2 separate regions of the Triticum aestivum genome follow, and region 1 is linked to region 2. Evidence: chromatin contacts called from public Hi-C data. All regions are on one chromosome and are shown on one strand. Each heading gives the region's core, a stretch centred on a gene start, on an enhancer-like site or on the middle of the called end of the contact. The rest is flanking DNA. Distances are from core to core; before and after follow the strand shown. Region 1 holds the start of LOC123144857 (RNA-binding protein 42). Region 2 holds the start of LOC123144854 (succinate--CoA ligase [ADP-forming] subunit beta, mitochondrial).

Region 1 (4,845 bases), core at 405-2,904, 600 kb after region 2:
TGTTTACTATATCATCAGCAAGCCCACCTAGATCCAATGTGAAAGCATCAACTCTTTAACCTGCCTTTAACAAAAAAATGAAACAACAATTTATCTTAGAAGAAAGAACAGCACATAGAACATTAATCTTGTCTGGGAGAGGGAAGGTGCTTTGGCTGTTTGTCAGCTTCATTGCTAAGAGAGACAAGTGACAAAAATATTGCATTACCATGTTTCACATTCTAATATAGATCATAGAAGTGCAACATTTGGTAAAATGCCCTATAAAATACGACTGAGAGCTTACTTTCAGGCCAGTCAGCTAACGTCAGATCCTCCCAGCATTGCCCAGCTGCCTTTCGAGGAACTGCCTTTTTGTTTGCTTCAACTTTCTTGTCTTTGTCATTATCTGCAATAGCAGCCTTCACCGTGGCGAGAGCCTCTGGGCTGATTATCTGCGAGTCTCTCTGGAACAGTTGTTGTGCCTGTATAATAATATCATAATTGGCTACTTATTAGTACTCAATAGGAGACTTGGTACTTACTACCAGTTCAACAATATAAAGGTCATTTTCACTAACCTATCTACGAAACAAGCCTCCAATGTTAATAACATATAACCTCCTAATGCTCGGATGGAAATAAACTCATCACTTAGCATCCTTGTCTTTGCATAGCTTAAACAACATTCCCTCTATGACTTAATATAAGACGTTTTTTGACACTAACGTAGTGTAAAACAAAATCTTATATTAAGTTACGGAGGGAGTATAACCTATCTCGATGCAGCAAACCTCATGGTGCTGAGCTAAGGAACACATCGCAACGTGAATTGGCTTCCAATTGAGCATTTACGGTTCCCCTGGGTCTTGCTAGGACAAAACTAAGACGGATAATTCAGGCTATCCATCCATTCTTTGGTCAGGTCACTCACCGTGCAACCAATATGTGGCAGAAAGGTGGATGTATTATGATGAGAAGCTAATGGCAGTTCAGCAAACGGGGCTTTGTCAGCATAGCCATTACTCATCAGATCACCCATATGCCCTAAACCCCAATCAAACATGAAGGGATGCTAGCAATGAAGTAAGAAACACTAGTGCAGCTTTGGATGCGTTTTCGAACCTAAAACAACAGAGCGCGACCCAAACCTCAGAAGCCGCACAGCGGCGTCCAGATCCTCTCCCACCACCGGATCTCCGACCACCTTAGCTCACTACGCCAACAAATTACAGGGAGGATCCGTCCATGGAGCAAATTACAAGGAGGAGCTCTGGAACAGATTGCGCGAATGGGGAGTTATTACCTGCTGGACTTGGGGCATGGGGTAGACGGCGTTGTACGCCGGCGCCGGCTGCGCGGGGGCCACCGTCGGCCAGGTAGGGTACTGCGAAGTCTGGAGGTGGAAGGGCACGGGGAAGTACGACGGGGCCGCCGCCGCGGCGCTAGCAGGGTAGGGGAACTGCGCGGACGCGGAGGCGGGCGAGATGGACTGCGTCGACATAATCTGGGGACTGGGGTGGAGAGGCCGCCGGACACGAAAGGGCTGGAAGGCTAGATCACGGTGTTCGCCTCAGGCACGAGAATTCTGATCGTGCGCGGTTGCGGTGATTGAAAGGGCACTCGGGGATTGCCTTGTGGAACCGGAACCAGGGGGAAACGATCAGGAACGCTCTCGAAGCGTCTCTTTTTTTCTGACTATAAAATGCATCCACGGAACTTAAACTGAAAGCTTATTTTAGTTATTGGTCGCCATACGTCATAATAATCGTTGGTTTACGACCTAATAGATCCCGTATAATCGGGCATCCTGGAAAACAAATTGCCGGATCCTGCAAACTCTGGGTCGTTTCCGCCATATCTACGGGATTTGCCACTTTTTTTGCCGGATCCCTTTTCCTTGGCGCGAAGGCCATTTTCGCCCGTTTCCGTTCCCGCTCCACTCCTCGCCGCCATCGTCGCATCTCCCCGCCGGTTCTTGGTGCCCCCGGCTGCCTCGCGCCGTCCATTAGCTCCGCCGCCCCGCGTAGCATATTCCACCAAATTTGAAGGCCGGGGGTGCCCATTTGTGTCCGCGGGCGAGCGGCCACCGTAGGCACCATGGATCCGCCCCGGATCTTGGCGTGCGGCCTTGTAGCCGGTGGATCTGGTTGTTTCCGGCGCCGGTGAGCCTCGGAATCGCTCGAGGGGCAGTCGTGCGTGCCGGAGGAAGGGGTTTCGACCGGTTTTGCTTCAGCCGGAGGGGAAAGAAGAAAGGGGCGAGCGGCTTTGCTTCGGCTGGCCGAGGAGAAGAAAGGGGCGGCCGGCTTTGCTTCGGGGGAAGATATGTTCAATGCCCACTGACTATTTTGATTAATTTTGACCGGGAGAAATTCATGGTCGGGCATTCTTTTTAGATGGATTGGAGTTCGTGGTCGTCGTCGACGATGTCGACAACCTAGTGCTGTGGCATCTCGTGGACAAATTTGAGAAGGGCCCGAAGAGAAAGCGTCGCGGATCCACGGTTAGTCGGCTATACATTCCCCGCAACTGAGTTCTCGGCGACAAGATGCCCATGAAGGACTACTTCGCGGAGGTGCCGACATATCCAGCTCAGCTATTCTGTAGGCGATACCAATGTGTAGTTCTCTTTTCGTATGCATCGTTGAAGCTTGCGAGCAAAATTGTCGTTTTTTCACTCGACGTAGGAACGCCGTCAGATTGCTTGGGTTTAGTGCATATCAAAAAATATCGGCGGCGATGAGGGTGATTACATATAGTGTTTCCGCTGACTACGCACATGAATACCTTCGCATTGGAGAAGATACCCCCCATCAAATGCGTCCGGGTATTTTCGAAGACAATGATCCAGGTTTTTGGCCCGGAGTACCTATGAGCTCCAAAAGAGGAAGACACAAAGAAGCTCATGGCGATGAACGAAGAAAGGGGATGGCCAGGCATGCTAGGTAGTATTGATTGCATGCATTGGAGGTGGAAGAACTGCCCGGTGGCTTGGGCAGGGCAATACACCAACCACAAACGTAAACCCACCATTGTGCTTGAAGTCGTGGCTTCACGTGATTTATGGATTTGGCATTGTTTCTTTGGTTTGTCAGGGTCCCTTAATGATATCAATGTCCTGCAGCGATCTCATCTATTTCCTCAGCTAGCTAGTGGCAAAGCTCTGGCCTGCAACTATACCATCAATGGTCATGACTATACCATTGGGTACTGGCGGACAGTACTTATCCTTCATGATCAACATTTGTGAAGACCATCAGTGACCCCAAAACCAAGAAACACAAAAGATTATACGAAGCACAAGAAGCTTGCTGAAAGGATATTGAGAGGGCATTTGGTGTGTTGCAATCTCGGTTTGCCATTGTTCGAGGTTTCGCTCGCTTTTGGGATAAGAAATCCTTCGGAAACATCATGACTGCTTGTGTAATTTACACAACATGATCATTGAGGATGAGAGGTATTTGGACTTAGAGTTTTATTATGACAATGTTGGTAGTCGCGCGCTATTTGTGTTAGGCGTTGGGATTCCGAAAGAGAAAGGGTGAAGTATTGTAGTAGCAAAAAATATTCTCCTTAGTTAAGAACCAAGATTTATTGAACAAATAGGAGACAACACACAAACAAGATAAACGGTACATGCACACACACAAAGCAAATGCTTGCACCCAACACATGCAAGAGGATTGTCAATCCCCTTGTTCTCTCCAATTGCAAGGATTAAATCTGATAGAGGTAGATATATAAAAGAAAATAAAATAAAAGTAAAAGTAAAAGTAAAAGTAAAAGTAAAAAACAACAAGCAAATTAAGGGTTTTAGTAAATATGGAAAATGGATCCAAGGGCCATAGGTTCACTAGAGGCATCTCTCTCATGAGCATAGCAACGGTGGGTAAACAAATTATTATTGGGCAATTGATAGAATAGCACATAGTTACGATGATTCTTCATGGCATGATCAATACATAGGCATTACGTTTGTGATAAGTAGACCGTTAAACTTACTGACACCTACTACTATTACTCCACTCCTTAACTGCTATCCATCATGTATCTTAAGGTATTAAGTTCAAAACAAACAGAGTAATGCTTGGAGATGATGACATAATGTAGACAAAGCAAGATCTCTACTCCTATAAAAAACTGAGTTGGTGATGATGGTGTGCCTGCCATCCATCGTTTTTGACCATCAGATCTTTATCCGACACATGGGAGTCCTACTCCATCCATCCCTAGTTCCCCACCGCATCCAACCGAAATAGCTAAGGCATTCGATCCTTCTCAAAAAGGGGAGAAAAAAATGGAACCGAAGACAAGCAGGTGGCCGCTGCCGCTCAGGCCACGCCGATGTCTGACGCTCCCAACATCTCTCCTCTCCTGACTCCTCTCTGTCACATGAGCCCCACCTCCACCTCCAACTCTCCATCCCTCTCCTCCCCATTGTATCTTACCCCGTACCTCGTCTCTCCCAGCGGGACACCGACACCGTCCGTCCCCAAGTCCGCGAAACCTCTTTTGCCCCCTTCTTAGATGCACCAAACCCTCCGCCCACCACCTTCCTTCCTCCCATACCCCATCTTCTCCGACGCCTACGTCACCAAGGATGCCACTAGTGTTGCTCCCCCTGCGCCGCAATTCCACGATGCCTCTCACGCAGCAGCCCGCTGCACACTTGCTCCCCACCGACGCGCTCCACGTCTGACCAATTCAAGCGAGCTGCTCCCCGAGGATTGGACTTCATCTTAGAGATGGCTGATCTGGTGAGATGGTGATGACCCACAACTATAGGTGATCAATCGTAGTCCTTTCGGTAAGTAAGAGTGTGACACCCCCGATTCGACCGTACACTAATAATACACGCAAATGTGT
Region 2 (5,045 bases), core at 384-2,883:
TCAGGTTGCTGCATAAATAATTTTGAAATCCATATGCAAGCAGGTCATTTTTCTGGTAGATAATCTGTCACTGGCCAAGGTAGCAGCGCCAAGAAACATTATTCCCTGGGCATTGGGAGATCAGAAACCAGCTAGCAATTTTCTTTGCTACAACAGGAAACACGCAAATACAAATTTATCACATACCAAGGAACTTTAACTTTGTCGCTCACAACCGTGCTTCAGAGGTAAGTATATTATGAGGTAGAGAGCAAAAAAATTGGCATGTTGTAGGTTAGCACGTAGAGGTGATCAGTGTCCATGCTTTCAAAGCTAGGCAATCCTGATGTTAAGGTTGACCGCAAAAAAAAAAAAAATCCTGATGTTAAGGATTGTCAAATCCTGAAGTAAAATGTGCTTGATAGTGAATATAAGGCGCTGTTGGTGCTGCCTCTTGTGATCTTGTCCAAAAACAGAAGGAAGATCAAAGAGATAATACATTTAATTAACTAAACCAAGAATGCCGTACTACTAGTTTCAGTAGAAATACTGAACAAACATATACGGAGCTCTAAAAAATTAGTGAGGCACATATTGCTAATGTTAATGGATCTCGGTCTTGTGCCAACAAGCACTTCATCAGGTACTTGAACAGGTAGATAAATTTACTTTGTACTCGTCTCAGACCATATGTCGTTGACATTTTATATACCTAATTGCTCGATAGGTAGTCTAAGAAAAATACAACAAGTTGGTTCTGTGATTACTTTTCCTGCACCTTCATACAGAGAGATATCAACACATTTAAATCTAATAGCATTAGCTACATGCCTACATCCCACACATTCAGCATAAAGGGGAGTAGGGGACGATGGATTAGAACCAAAACACACGGTAAAATACACAAGGTTGTAACATTCAAAAGGTTACCTGAAGGCTGGAGTTCTCTTCTTTGTCGTCGGCAGATGGTGGAGCTAGGCGTCGGCGGGCGGATCTGGCGCCAGGTGTGGGGATTGGGTGGCGCCAAGGTGGAGAATGGCGGCGCGGGGATGGGGCGGGCTGTGCGCTGGAAGTCGGGGCACTGTACGTCATTACCGTGGCGAGGTCGATCGCCGGAGGGCCCAGTGCAGCGCACGGCGAGGTCCGCCGCCGGAGCCCTGAATACCTATATATCTGCTCGTGTCCAAAATCGGGAGCACTGTTGGAGAAGCATTGCAGCTATTCTACACTTACACGGGGATATTTTTGCAAATCTTAAAGGGTGGGGTGTTCAGGTTTCATCTCGTCCCTACATTCAGTATCTAACGATTGGATTGTACAGGGAGCAGCCGGAGCACCCAATACCTTGGAGTACAGGATATTTCCCCATGAGGGATGTCCGTGGTAGAGATGGGCACGGCTTTGACCACCCATCTCTGTCTTGTTGGCCCACGGTGCACAGTTAGGAGTATCGGACGATGGGCCGGCTGGCCCATTCACACCATCAAACCTGAGCAACACACTCGTTATCATATTTTTGTCAAAAAAAAAACTCTTTAGCATATTTTCACCCTAGAAAAACAAATGTCAACTTTGTCATTAGCTAATGGCAGGTGTGCCCCACGTTGTGTAGGCCCACATGTCAGTCAAACTACGGTGATCCTAAATCAGCGGTCCCTTCGACGTGAACTAGTCCATTTGCTCGGCGCAGCCGCACCCTTCCGCAAGAAAGAAAAGGAGGGGAGGGGAGAACAGAATAACATCAGACCCGCAAAGAGGAGGAGCGAAACAGCATCCCTGCCTTCCTCCACGCCCGTAGGGTTTCCGGATCGGAGGAGCCCAAGCCGCCGCAGCCATGGTTCGCGGATCGCTCGGGAGGTTGGCGTCGCGCACCCTCTCCGTCGCCGGCAAATGGCAGCACCAGCAGCTCCGCCGCCTCAACATCCACGAGTACCAGGTACCCGCGTCCAGATCCCGCCGTCCCTCCCCCATTCTGCTCGATTCGTATCTGTGCGGATTCGTTTAATCTCGATTTGGAGGCCCGTCTGACAAGCTAGGGTTTCTGCCGGCCTGGCTTATGTGGGTGTCGCAGGGCGCGGAGTTGATGGGGAAGTTCGGGATCAACGTGCCCAAGGGCGCCGTGGTGGGGTCAGTGCAGGAGGTCAAGGAAGTTTTGAAGAACGTCTTCCCCAGTGAGAAAGAGGTGATGCTACCTAGGTTTCTAATGTTTTGTTTTTTCTGTCGTTGTTATCTTTCACTCGTGCAAATGCGAGGCTTGTGCTGTGCAGATGGTATTGAAATGTGTTAGTGAATCTAGTTCACTGCGAATTCCTGCTGAATCCGGATTAGGTTGGTAGAAATGTCTTTTTTGTTTGGTAATGTTTGCTGTGATGTGCGATGCATTTTGGAAAGGAGGTTATTGGTTGCTATAATGTATAATGTGTGTGTATTCTGATAGCCTCGTTCTTGCAATTCGTACGCCTCTGTTTTATGTTGTCCTGTGTGTTAAAAGTAACATTACTTACATGTGTAAATCACTCCACCGCCCTGCAAACGAAGTGAGTCATGCCATGCTGTAGTTGCTCTTGGAATTGTAATGCTGTGTTGGGATATTTTTTTGTGCTAACTTCATGACCTCCAAGAAATACTATATATTTTCTCCAAAAGCTGTTTTAATTAACTGAGATGACGTCCCAGGTTCTTTTCTGTATTCTGCACCTAAATACTTGTGTAGCCGTGTTAGTTATCCTTGTGCCAGCAGATTGTTTGGCTGGGCAGTTCATTCCCAATATGAAGTATAGCAGATGCTCACCCCTAATGTATTTATGGTGCTGTATGTATCATAGGTTGCACCATGTTATTATTCGTAGTTCAACTGTGTTTAAAAGATGACACCATTGCAGATAGTTGTGAAAAGCCAAATCCTTGCCGGTGGCCGTGGATTGGGAACTTTCAAAAGTGGACTAAAGGGTGGTGTTCATATTGTTAAGGCTGAGGAGGCTGAAAGCCTTGCAGGTAAATCTTTTTGTGAGCGGTAGTTTACATTATGGTATGTGCACATTCATGGTGTAGTAACGCAGTTTGAAGATATTGTGTGTCCAAGTATTTGTTGAGATATATCGTTGAGAATTTGGCTTAGCAAATCTACATTTATGCATAATCCTTATCATTCCTGACTGCATTAGACTAGAAATGCGCGCCACCTGGCCAATTTTATGGATACAACTATCCATACACATGAAGGCCAAGCATATAATATAACTGAGATCAGTTCATTCTATTGGTTGTGTCTAAATTGTTGTCATCACTTTTATCAGTTGTCACAGTGAAAACTGCAACTTAAGGTCACGTGCTTCTATGAAGCGTGACATGATAATTACATTCAGGTTTAACTAAACTGATTTATTTTAGGTGATCTTTTCTTGGAATCTACTACCTCCATACCAAAATATAACATGTTTGGCCTACCAAAACGTTTTATATTTTGGTATGGAGGTAATAAGTTGTATCCACTCCTTTGTTGCCGGCTATAAGTGCTTTATTATTTAATGGTTTGGTTCTGAGTGAATGTGCCTTCCCATTTGAACTTGCATCCATTGGATTTCTAGTGACATGTAGTGTTGTCATTTTGTTTAGAGTGAATCAACTAAATTGTAGTTACTTCTGTGTTGGTTGTGCATGTTTTCACTGTAGAGTGTTTGTACTGACTCATCTGCAGCTAAAATGCTTAACCAGGTCCTGGTAACAAAACAAACTGGTCCACAGGGGAAGGTTGTGGGCAAGGTTAGTTTTTTCTAATCCGATCCCATCTTCTGCATCTCTGTTTCCTTATTGCTGTGATTAGCTTGCTGTTCTTATTTGCTGTTGGTATACTTCTGCTGTTCAGTTTCAGTTGTGTTATGTAGCATTGCTAGAAATTAACGTTTTAGGTATTTCGTGACTGTTCAGTATGCAAGTTCTGGCTTCCACGGGCTTGATACTCACCTGACTTGTTTCTATCAGTGTTTAGATCTATGATGTATGGACCAATTCCAGTGTACTTACGTTCAATGAAGTTAGACAGAATAATAATATACAGTTGATTGGGCCATATCGCCGTACCTAGTATTTTGTTCTTGCCGTGCAATGGCAATAGTTAATCTACAACGTTTTTTTGAGTTATTTTTAAGACAGTAGTGCATTAGCATTTCAACTTCTCAGGTAAACGATATTCAAATAATGCTGCTGTCATTTAGTTCTGCTTGATTCAGTGAAACATTTTTAACTACCGATATTTTTTCTGTTCTGTTTGACAGGTCTACTTATGTGAGAAAATGTCACTTGTTAATGAGATGTACTTTGCGATCACCCTTGATAGGAAGACTGCTGGTCCAGTATGTCATTGAGCACTGGCCCGCTTGTCCATTTTTTCATTTTCATTACCCAGCATCTGTTCCATTTTGTGAATAAATCAGTGCGGTCTATATTGTTTTTATAAGATATCATGGTATTACAAACCTTTCTCATGTATAAGTGCCAAAGGAAATAGCTGTTAGTGCTGTCGATTGTTTTTATTCCAGACTTGTTTAGGATGTCGATCCATGATAATTTATAAGATTGTGTGCATGAATATGCTTACATAAAATATAGATCATACTTTCCTGGGAATAGTGTTCCTCTTTTGTCCCTGCATAGCGAGTTACCACAATTATTTAATTGAAGTGATCAATGTATATGTTATATTCAGTTTTCCATTAAAAAAATACCATTGTATGGTAAACCTTCACATTAATCTCTAGTTGTCTAATAACAGGCGGTCACATTAGTATTTCACTGTATTAAGTTTCTTAAATTTTGGATGTATCATTAGACAAGTTCCTTGTACAGATTTTTGAGGCCACGCAGAGATGTTTTCTTTCTACTTCTGTATTTGTTCTGATATAAGCATGAACTGAACATTTGGGGCGATGTGACCTAGTCCTTGAGTGTTCTTGGTTGTTTTGGCCGCTTTACTTTTTCTAAACCCTATAATGTACTCCCTCCGTCCCAAAATTCTTGTCTTAGATTTGTCTAGATACTGATGTATCTAACACTAAAACGTAACTAGA

Evidence for each region. Hi-C and Micro-C count contacts between places; a contact is called where the count stands out from the background.
Region 1: a contact with region 2 is called in a Hi-C map of leaf, with 5 times the contacts expected there. The contact joins the promoter of LOC123144857 here to the promoter of LOC123144854 in region 2. A contact is called at or near these places in 2 of 5 Hi-C or Micro-C datasets (both in leaf).

The regions. Positions count from the first base shown.
Region 1 is chr6D:317,864,143-317,868,987 of IWGSC CS RefSeq v2.1, forward strand. LOC123144857 (RNA-binding protein 42) reads right to left here and starts at 1,655. Exons shown (of 6, transcript XM_044564108.1): 1 at 1,286-1,655; 2 at 287-464. The coding sequence starts at 1,483.
Region 2 is chr6D:317,263,000-317,268,044 of IWGSC CS RefSeq v2.1, forward strand. LOC123144854 (succinate--CoA ligase [ADP-forming] subunit beta, mitochondrial) reads left to right here and starts at 1,634. Exons shown (of 12, transcript XM_044564106.1): 1 at 1,634-1,915; 2 at 2,051-2,161; 3 at 2,862-2,973; 4 at 3,677-3,741; 5 at 4,254-4,331. The coding sequence starts at 1,814. LOC123141538 (a long non-coding RNA gene) reads right to left here and starts at 1,210. Exons shown (of 3, transcript XR_006470349.1): 1 at 910-1,210.